Regions from separate parts of the Rattus norvegicus genome. Here region 1 is linked to region 2. The links are chromatin contacts, called in public Hi-C maps. All regions are on one chromosome and are shown on one strand. The core of a region is the stretch at or near the end of the contact, and the rest is flanking DNA. Distances in the headings are between cores, read along the strand shown.

Region 1 (4,246 bases), core at 1,149-3,648, 100 kb after region 2:
CACTGCCCAGCATGGTAGAGATTCTTGGGGGAGTTGCTCCTAGACAGGCCCTGTATTTCTGCTCTTCTACTACAATGTCCCAGAGTTAGCTTCCTAATCCCCTTTGATGCCCCTAAGACCACCAACCCAGTACCCCCAAAGTGGAGCAGTGCCATCTGGTGACAGGAGGGAGCAACTCCTGCTTTGATGAACTGGACTTTGAGTTCCCACAAGGGCTCTTGCATGATAACCACAGGCAGAGATAAGGTATCCAAGGGATTGGGGAGGATACCTAGAGGATTCCCTCTACATTTTGTGTCATAGTCCAGGGAGCTATGGCAGGAGAGCTGTCTGAAATAGTATTGTAGGTACCATGAACTCTCTCTTAAGATAAAAATGTAGCTGGTCATAGCGTACAAGCCTTTAATTTCGGCACTTGGAATGCAGAGGCAGGTGAATCTCTGATTTCAATGCCAGGGCTGGTCTACATAGGGGATTCCAGGACAGCCAGCGCTAGATATCGATTGAGGCCCTGTCTTGAAAAAAAAAGAAAGAAATTAAAGATTTATTTTATGTGTACAAGTATGTTGAAGAGGGCATCTGATCCCCTGGAACTGAATTTACAGATGGTTGTGAACTGCCATGTGGGTGCTGGGCATCAAACCCTGGTCCTCTGAAGGGCTCTTTCATGCCGAGCCCTCTCCAGTCCCCAAATCTGTATCTTTTTGTCTGTCTTTTTTGTTTTGAGACATTATCTATTACGTAGCACTGGCTATCCTGGAATTCAATGTGTAGACAAAGATGGCTTCTAACTCACAGATCCACCTGCCTTTGCCTCACCAGTCCCACCGTGCCTAGTAAAACTCTTCATTCAACATTACTACTTTAGATTTCTCCTCCATAAATTTGGCTAGCCTTATCTGCTCTGGTGTTGAGAATAATGAGTGTAATTAAAAACATTTGATTTAAGTCTGCTATAAAGCCTAATTAAATAGTGGCCATTATAGCACAAGAGCAAGAAGTGATGATGGGCTACATACCATCACCTTCTAGAATTTGTACCTGGGATGGCTGTTACTCCAAGCACACAATTGAGTGAGGAAGCAGAACAGAGTACTCAGGTGGGTGAGGTAGGATGGTGATGGACTTAAGCTGAGACCTAAGATACTGGCTTCTCTTTTTTAATTTGTTTTTTTTTTTTTTTTTGTTTGTTCTTTTTTTTTTTCTTTTTTTTCCGGAGCTGGGGACCGAACCCAGGGCCTTGCACTTCCTAGGTAAGCGCTCTACCACTGAGCTAAATCCCCAGCCCCTTTTAATTTGTTTTTTAAGGCAGGATTTCCCTCTGTAGCGCCAGTTGTTTTGGAACTCACTCTAAATGAGGCTGGCCTTGAACTCACAAAGATCTGTCTGCCTCTGCTTCCCAAGTGCTGGGATTAAAGGCTTGCACCACCGCCACTACCACTTCTTGGATACAGGCTTAGTAACAGCCGTAGAATCTGATCATGACAATAGGTTCACAGTGTTTTCTAATTTCCACGTGAATGTATTGGCTGTGAGAGCTCTATGGAAACACACAGAACTCAACTCAGAACGCCAAGAACAATAGTGAGTTGCATAAGTCTGGGCAGGTTTTGTCAAGATTCTGCTCAATTGTGGAGTTATCGTTATCTTCCATGCTCTCACACAGAATCGTTGGGTCAAAATCAGATCCTTCGGATGCTGCTTCCCTTTGGTTTGTGAAGTTAGGCAAGTCATTTACTGTGGGTTTCACTTTCCTCAACTTTCAAACTGATAAATTGAATTAGATGGCCTCTGATTAGTTATTTTCGCCAAAGGGCTTTTTTTAATTTTTCTGCCTCACATATAATACATGGTAACAGATGGTTTTTGATTCCTGCCGAATATGTTTTTAACAGAAAGACAAAGGAAAACCAATGAGTTTCGGTCTAACGAGTACAGTAATTTCTGATACATTTATGCGAAATGCATTCTTTGACCCTGGCATGTTTTAAGGCTGTTGTGGCAGAGCCTTACTGAGCCTTTCCGATGACACAGGGTAGACTTGGGTACGGACAAAGTTACCTGGCCAGCGGGGATTTTAGAAAGATTCATTCCTTCCTTTACTTTTCGCTTCCGCCTTTGGAGGCAGCCAATGAATACACAGCAATTCACGTTTATTAAAGAAAACTACGAATACCAGAAGTCAACGCGCTAAAGTGGTGCTTACTGGTAGGTCAAGCTTCACCATCCCTGCCCTTAAACGCGGAACTTCATTTCCCAGGAGCGCTTTGATATTCCTCCGCTCCTCCCCCTACTCGCTTGGGAGCCTCGCGCCAACGTTACGCGCGCGCGCACAGTACGTAGCATGCGAGTGACGTATAATATGTGGGCCGCTCAGGAGCCGTGGTCGCGCTGTGTGTGTGAGTGAGGGAGAGTGAGTGCGGGACCAGAGGCGGTGTGTGAGAACCGTGGCCGCTGGAGGGGTCGGGGGAGAAGCGGCGGAGCCGCTCGCGAAGGTGAGCGGGATAAGGAAGGAGCCGGCTCTCTGTCAGGGGCACGAGGAGACCGAGCGCGCGGCCCGCAGGGCGGGAGAGTGGGCGCCGCGCTGGGGGAGGGGCGGCACCTGCTTCGGCTGCGGGCGGCGAGGGGGTGGGCAGGACCACCGGGGAGGCTGGGCCCTGGGCCTGACAAGACTTTCCGCTTTCCGACCCCTGGCTAGGGGGCGGGGCCTCCAGGTTCTTCCACCAGTCTTGTAATGAAGCTTCTTTAGAGTAACTCTTCCGCCCGGGCGTGGGGGGGGGCAGGGTATGCTCTCTACCTGAAGGAGGTGCTCTTTTGAATTTCTCTCGTCACCTCCAAGTCTCTGTTCCTCACGAGACGAGGGGGCTTCCTCTTCCCTGCCGCACGACGGACCCCTTCCCGGGACTGTGTCTCCGCCTCCAACCTCAATCACCTGGGCGGGCTTTTCCCTCGTTCGGCTCCGAGCCACCTCCCACTTGCACCCTCCCGCCTCTTGGACCGGGCGAGGGGGCGGAGCTCTCCGGGACCCCTCCCACTTCTACAATGCAGTAGAGTGGAAGGGGAGAGAGGTATGTGGGTGCCCAGACGCCGAGTCTGACCCCAGATTGCCTGCCAGGCTTCTCCGGCACTTGTTCTGAGGGCTTTTAGTTAGTTTTTGTTGGGCTTTCAAGGACGTTTGCCATACTTTGTCTTCTGTTCCTAGAAGGTGTCGGTCCGTTTCCTCTTACTGCAGTGATAACTCTCTGGTTTTTCCATTTGTTGAGGAAATAGTCGTGGAGTGTGTGAAGTAGTAGTTTTTGAGTAACAAATGACTCGGTTTTGTTTATCTTACGTTGCTCTTTTTTTTTTTCCTTCCCAGAACTCATTGTAGAGTAGGCTGGCCTTGAACTAAGATATCCTCCTACCCAGAGTGCTGAGATTAAAGGTGTCTGCCCCCATGCCAAGTTTGCTCTGTTTTTTTTAACTCTTTGAGGCGAAGCCTTTTAGATACCCAGCACGTTTTAATTTGTTGTAGCACTGTCTTCCTATTGCAAGCCCTTTGTTAATGTATAGTAGGAAGTTCACTGATGGTGTCACCTGAAGGGCTTTGAAGGCTTTTTCCCCTTGAGGTTACTGGCATTTACCTTCAAGGCTTTTATAAACATTTCAGTTCAATGTCAAGATTTATGTTTTTGTTTTTTGAGACAGGGTTTCTCTGTGTAGCCGTGGTTGCCCAGAAACTCAGCTTAGACCAGGTTGGTCTCGAACTCAGAGATCTGCCTGCCTCTGCCTCCCTGAGTACTGGGATTAAAGGTGTAAACCAGCACTGCCCACCTTAAGATTTATGTTTGTGTATAACAGTTATTCATTAACCATTTTCGAATGAGGATATATTTTTAGGTGTTAAGGTAATTTGAGGAGTTTTTACACATCTTTTGAGCATCGTATTTACTGCTAACTGTTAGTTGTTAAATTTAATAATAAAATGTGATCAAAGGAACTCTGTTAAAGGGATTGGAGTTGGTTTATTACCACTATGTTTTTGTAAAGGAGCTAGTAGTCATTGGCAGTAATAAAGTTACATAGGATTGAATGCCATAGTGTTAACTTTTTTCTTGAAGCTCCCTCTTTACCCTTTTGGAGTTGAGGATCAACTTAGGGCCTCTCTCAGAGGAAATCTCCTTTCCCTTCCTTAAGGCCTTTTAAATAGTCTCTGCGTAGCCCGTCCCCTCTCCTCCCCCCTCCCTTTTTACTTTCCACTAGGAAT
Region 2 (4,070 bases), core at 497-2,996:
GAAACGACTCTGTAAAACCCCAGACTGCCATGCACAGGACTAGGTACAAGCTCTTCTATCTAATGTATTCAGGTATAATTTTAAAAGTGTAAATGACTCTTTCACACCCTTAATCATGATAAAAATGTCTGATTTAGGAACACTAAGTCAGATTGAAAGGAGATGTTATGAAAGGCAAAACTAAATTATAATAAGTCCCTATACCCTAAAGAGAGCAACATCTGAAGTTATGAGTAACAAAATGACATACTCATGATTATGATGAGCTTTTTCAACTATTTCATTAATTAAAAGCCTAAATGTTGCCAAGTATAGAGACCCCTTTAATCCCAGTATTTGGGAGGCAGAAGGAAGCAGATCCCTAAATTCCAGGCTAACCTTGTCTATAAAAGAAGTTTCAGGAAAGCCAGGCTTACATGGAAAAGGCCTGTCCAAAAGAAAAGCCTAAATGTTAACTCTGTTAATAAAGAGTACATAATTAAACTTTAATCAGAGAAAGACACAGGAGAATGATATGGAACATATTAGCCATACTAAAAAGAAAATAAGTCTTTTTTTTAATAAGATTTATTTATTTATTTATATGTAGCTATCTTCAGACACACCAAAAGAGAGCATCTGATTCCATTACAGATGGTTGTGAGCCACCACGTGGTTGCTGGGAATTGTTCAGGACTTTTGGAAGAGCACTCAGTGCTCTTAACAGCTGAGTTATCTCTCCATCCCCCAAGAAAATAAGTCTTAAGTCTTAGGTACATCAACTGGGATGTAACTGAAAAAAAATTGGACTTCAAGGTCATTTTGGTGGTTTGAGAATGGATCCTATAGGCGCATATGTATGAGTGCTCAGTCCACAGTAAAACTGTTTGGAAAGGATTGGGAGGTATGACCTTTTTAAATAAGTGTGGCCTGTTGGAGGAGGTGTGTCACTGGAGGTAGACTTCCAGGTTTCACAAGCCCATGCCAGGCCCAGTCTCTCTGTTGGCCTCGCTGGGATCAGGATATAAATTAAACTCTGTGCACCCTGCCTGCCATGCCTGCTGCCATGTTTCCTGCCAGGCTGATCATGGACTAACCCTAGAAACAGTAAGCATACTTCCTTTTTTAAGAGTTGACTTTGCCATGATGTCTCTTTACAGGAAATAAGGCCAGTAAGTTCAAGGTCACCCTAAAATACATGCAACTATTTAAAAAGAGGAGGAGAAAGGGAGTAGGGAGGAGGAACAGCAGCAGCTGCTAACCTGGGCTAAATAGCAAGGCTGTCTCAAAAAAGTCAAAAATATAGATGCCAGGACTGCATACGCCTAGAGTCCCAGTACTTGGGAAGGGATGGCAGGAGAATAAGGAGGTCAAGGCCAACCTCTCTGCTCCACATCAAGTTTAAGGCCAGTCTAGCTCACATGAGATACTACCTCTAAAAAACAAAACAAAACAAAATTTCTGAAAACAGAAAATTTCTGAAATCAGGAAGATTAGGGGGAAAAAAAATCAAGTGGTAGAAAATAGCTATATTGTGTATATCAAAGAAAACACATCTATCTACACACAAAAATTTACAAATCAATAGGAAATGGTAAGTTCTCAAATATCAAAATGGCCATGAGCATAAAAGAGCTCAGCACATTAAAGAATTTGAGAAGTGCAAATACAACAAATAACCCAAAGCCCCCTCCCTGATCACTGAGAAAGACTGGGAAAGGCACTACCAGGTCGTGTTCAACAACGGGTCAACGTCTGGCATGGTTTTCTGATGCCCTTGGCATACCCAAACACTCTGCCCCTTTGTGCCTCCAGCCTGGCAGAGAAAGGGAGGACAGGAACTCGTATCTAAATTGGCACTGCTTCATCTCAAACAGGGAAGCTGCCACAAATTGTGACTTTTGCTATTTGACATTTGATCTTAGCCAAAAGGCTGAGAAGTTATGACAAATGCTATTCTGAGAAAAATCAGCCCAACAATTAAGTAATCAAGCATTCCCAAGAAAAAGTGTTATAACTTCCTAGTAAGTGGGAAAAATGGTAAAAGAACAAACCCAGAACAGAGACCTGGTCTGAAACTGTAGTTAAGCTGGGAGGGAGGGGTACTGACACCTTTGATCCCAGCATTCCTGAGGCAGAGGCAGGCAGATCTCTATGGGTTCAAAGACAGGCTAATCTTCATAGATAGTTCCAGACCAGCCAGGGCTACACAGAGACCCTACTGCAAAACAAACAAAGAAGCAAGCAAGCGAGCAAACAGCAAACTGTCACTTAAGGAGTGCTACTGGCCACCCACAGAGACACCAATAAAACTCAACAAGGAAGCTGGTAACACCTTCGGATTTGCTCAGAGCAGGCTGCTACCCCAGGCTCATCTACATCAACTTCTTTGGTTCTTTTCTTCCTAATCTTCATATAGAACAACAAAATAAAAGATCTAGAGTTTGCGTTTCAGAGTTTTCCATTTGTGTTTGGGAACTAAAAGGTTTATCGAGGACTTGGCCAAGATCACAGAAGTTTAGTATCTGGTTGCCTTGCCCGAGGCATGTTCCTGTCTACTATTCAACATTGCATCTCACAGGGAAGGTCATTCAAGTCACAACCCGGGTCAAGGCAGCAGGGACTGTACCAGCCTTTCCTGCATCATCAACTGCTCTCCCTTCCCGATCATCTCTACTATCATGTGACTAAAAGTACAAAACTTACCCACTGAAACACACACACACACACGCACACACACACACACACACACACACACACACACACACACACACACACACAAACGCCTCCTTGTTGGAATGGTGGTCCACACACTTCCCAATCACTATAGAAGCAAGGGGTTTCAAGCCAATTTAAGCAATAACAATTTAAATAAATAAAGCATCAAACCAAAAAGAAAAAATCTTTGACCTCAACTTCCCCCTTCACTATTGCCTCTTTTATCTGTGCCTGTATATAGCAAAAGTTCTCAGCTATCTATTCTTAGTGAGACTGGTGGTATAGGCCCGTAATCCTAGTTACTCAAGGAAGCTAAGGCAGGAGGTTTGAAAGTTCAAGGCCTGCCTGGGCAACTCAATAAGATCTTGGGGAGTAGGAGGTACAGGGACTTGGGGGAGTAAAGAAAAAGTAATTACTTTTTTTTTTTAAAGTAAGAAGAGTGAGTGGTAAAGATGTATCTCAGTGGTAAAACTCTTGCCTAGCACCGAAGATCTCCTAAGTTCAATCCCCAATAACACACACAGAGACAGACAGAGACAGACAGACACAGTTGTTTTGATGGTCTCCTACCCACCTGTTCTTTAAGCTTCTATCACTACCCTGAAACTACTTGTCAAGATGTTAAAGATAATCTTAGCATGTGGGAAGTCAAAGCAAGAAGACTGCTCAAGGGTTGGGAATTTGGCTCAGTGGTAGAGCGCTTGCCTAGGAAGCGCAAGGCCCTGGGTTCGGTCCCCAGCTCCGGAAAAAAAAAAAAAAAAAAAAAGAAGACTGCTCAAGGCCACCTATATAGTGAGTTCTAGGACAGCAAGACTAGCAAATGAGACCCTTTTAAAAGCGGGGGAGGGGTCTGGAAAGATGGCTTGGTGGTTAAGAGCACTGGCTCCTCTTTCAGAGGACTGAGGTTCAAGTCCCAGCACTCACATGGTGGCTCATAACTGTGTAACTCTAGCTCCAGGGAAATCTGACCCAGCTACTGGCAAAAGACTCTTCTTTGAAATGCTTTGTTATCTGATGTACTGGCTGGTTTTGTGTGTCAACTTAACACAAGCTAGAGTTATCACAGAGAAAGGAGCCTCCCTTGAGGAAATGCCTCCATGAGACCCAGCTATAAGGCATTTTCTCAACTACTCATCAAGGGGGGAGGACCCAGCCCATTGTGGGTGGTGCCATCCCTGGGCTGGTAGTCTTGGGTTTTATAAGAGGGCAAGCTGAGCAAGTCAAGGGGAAGAAGACAGTAAGTAACATCCCTCCATGGCCTCTGCTTCAGCTCCTGCTTCCTGACCTGCTTGAGTTCCAGTCCTGACTTCCTTTGGTGATGAACAGCAGCATGGAGGTGTAAGCTGAATAAACCCTTTCCTCCCGACTTGCTT

Evidence for each region. Hi-C and Micro-C count contacts between places; a contact is called where the count stands out from the background.
Region 1: a Hi-C map of liver shows a contact between it and region 2, with 2.3 times the contacts expected there. The contact joins the promoter of Dcaf1 here to the enhancer-like site in region 2. A contact is called at or near these places in 2 of 12 Hi-C or Micro-C datasets (hepatocytes and liver).

The regions. Positions count from the first base shown.
Region 1 is chr8:116,350,635-116,354,880 of GRCr8, forward strand. It overlaps Dcaf1 (DDB1 and CUL4 associated factor 1), which reads left to right and starts at 2,399. Exons shown (of 24, transcript NM_001354204.2): 1 at 2,399-2,495.
Region 2 is chr8:116,251,740-116,255,809 of GRCr8, forward strand. The region is part of intron 2 of Rad54l2 (RAD54 like 2); the gene reads right to left. Among named protein-coding and RNA genes, the nearest start is that of Rad54l2, 52 kb to the right of the region's middle. Within about 2 kb of position 1,747, at least 5 of the 93 cell types and tissues checked have an H3K27ac peak or open chromatin away from gene starts, as enhancers often do. A contact at or near this core is called in hepatocytes and liver, where this site is marked.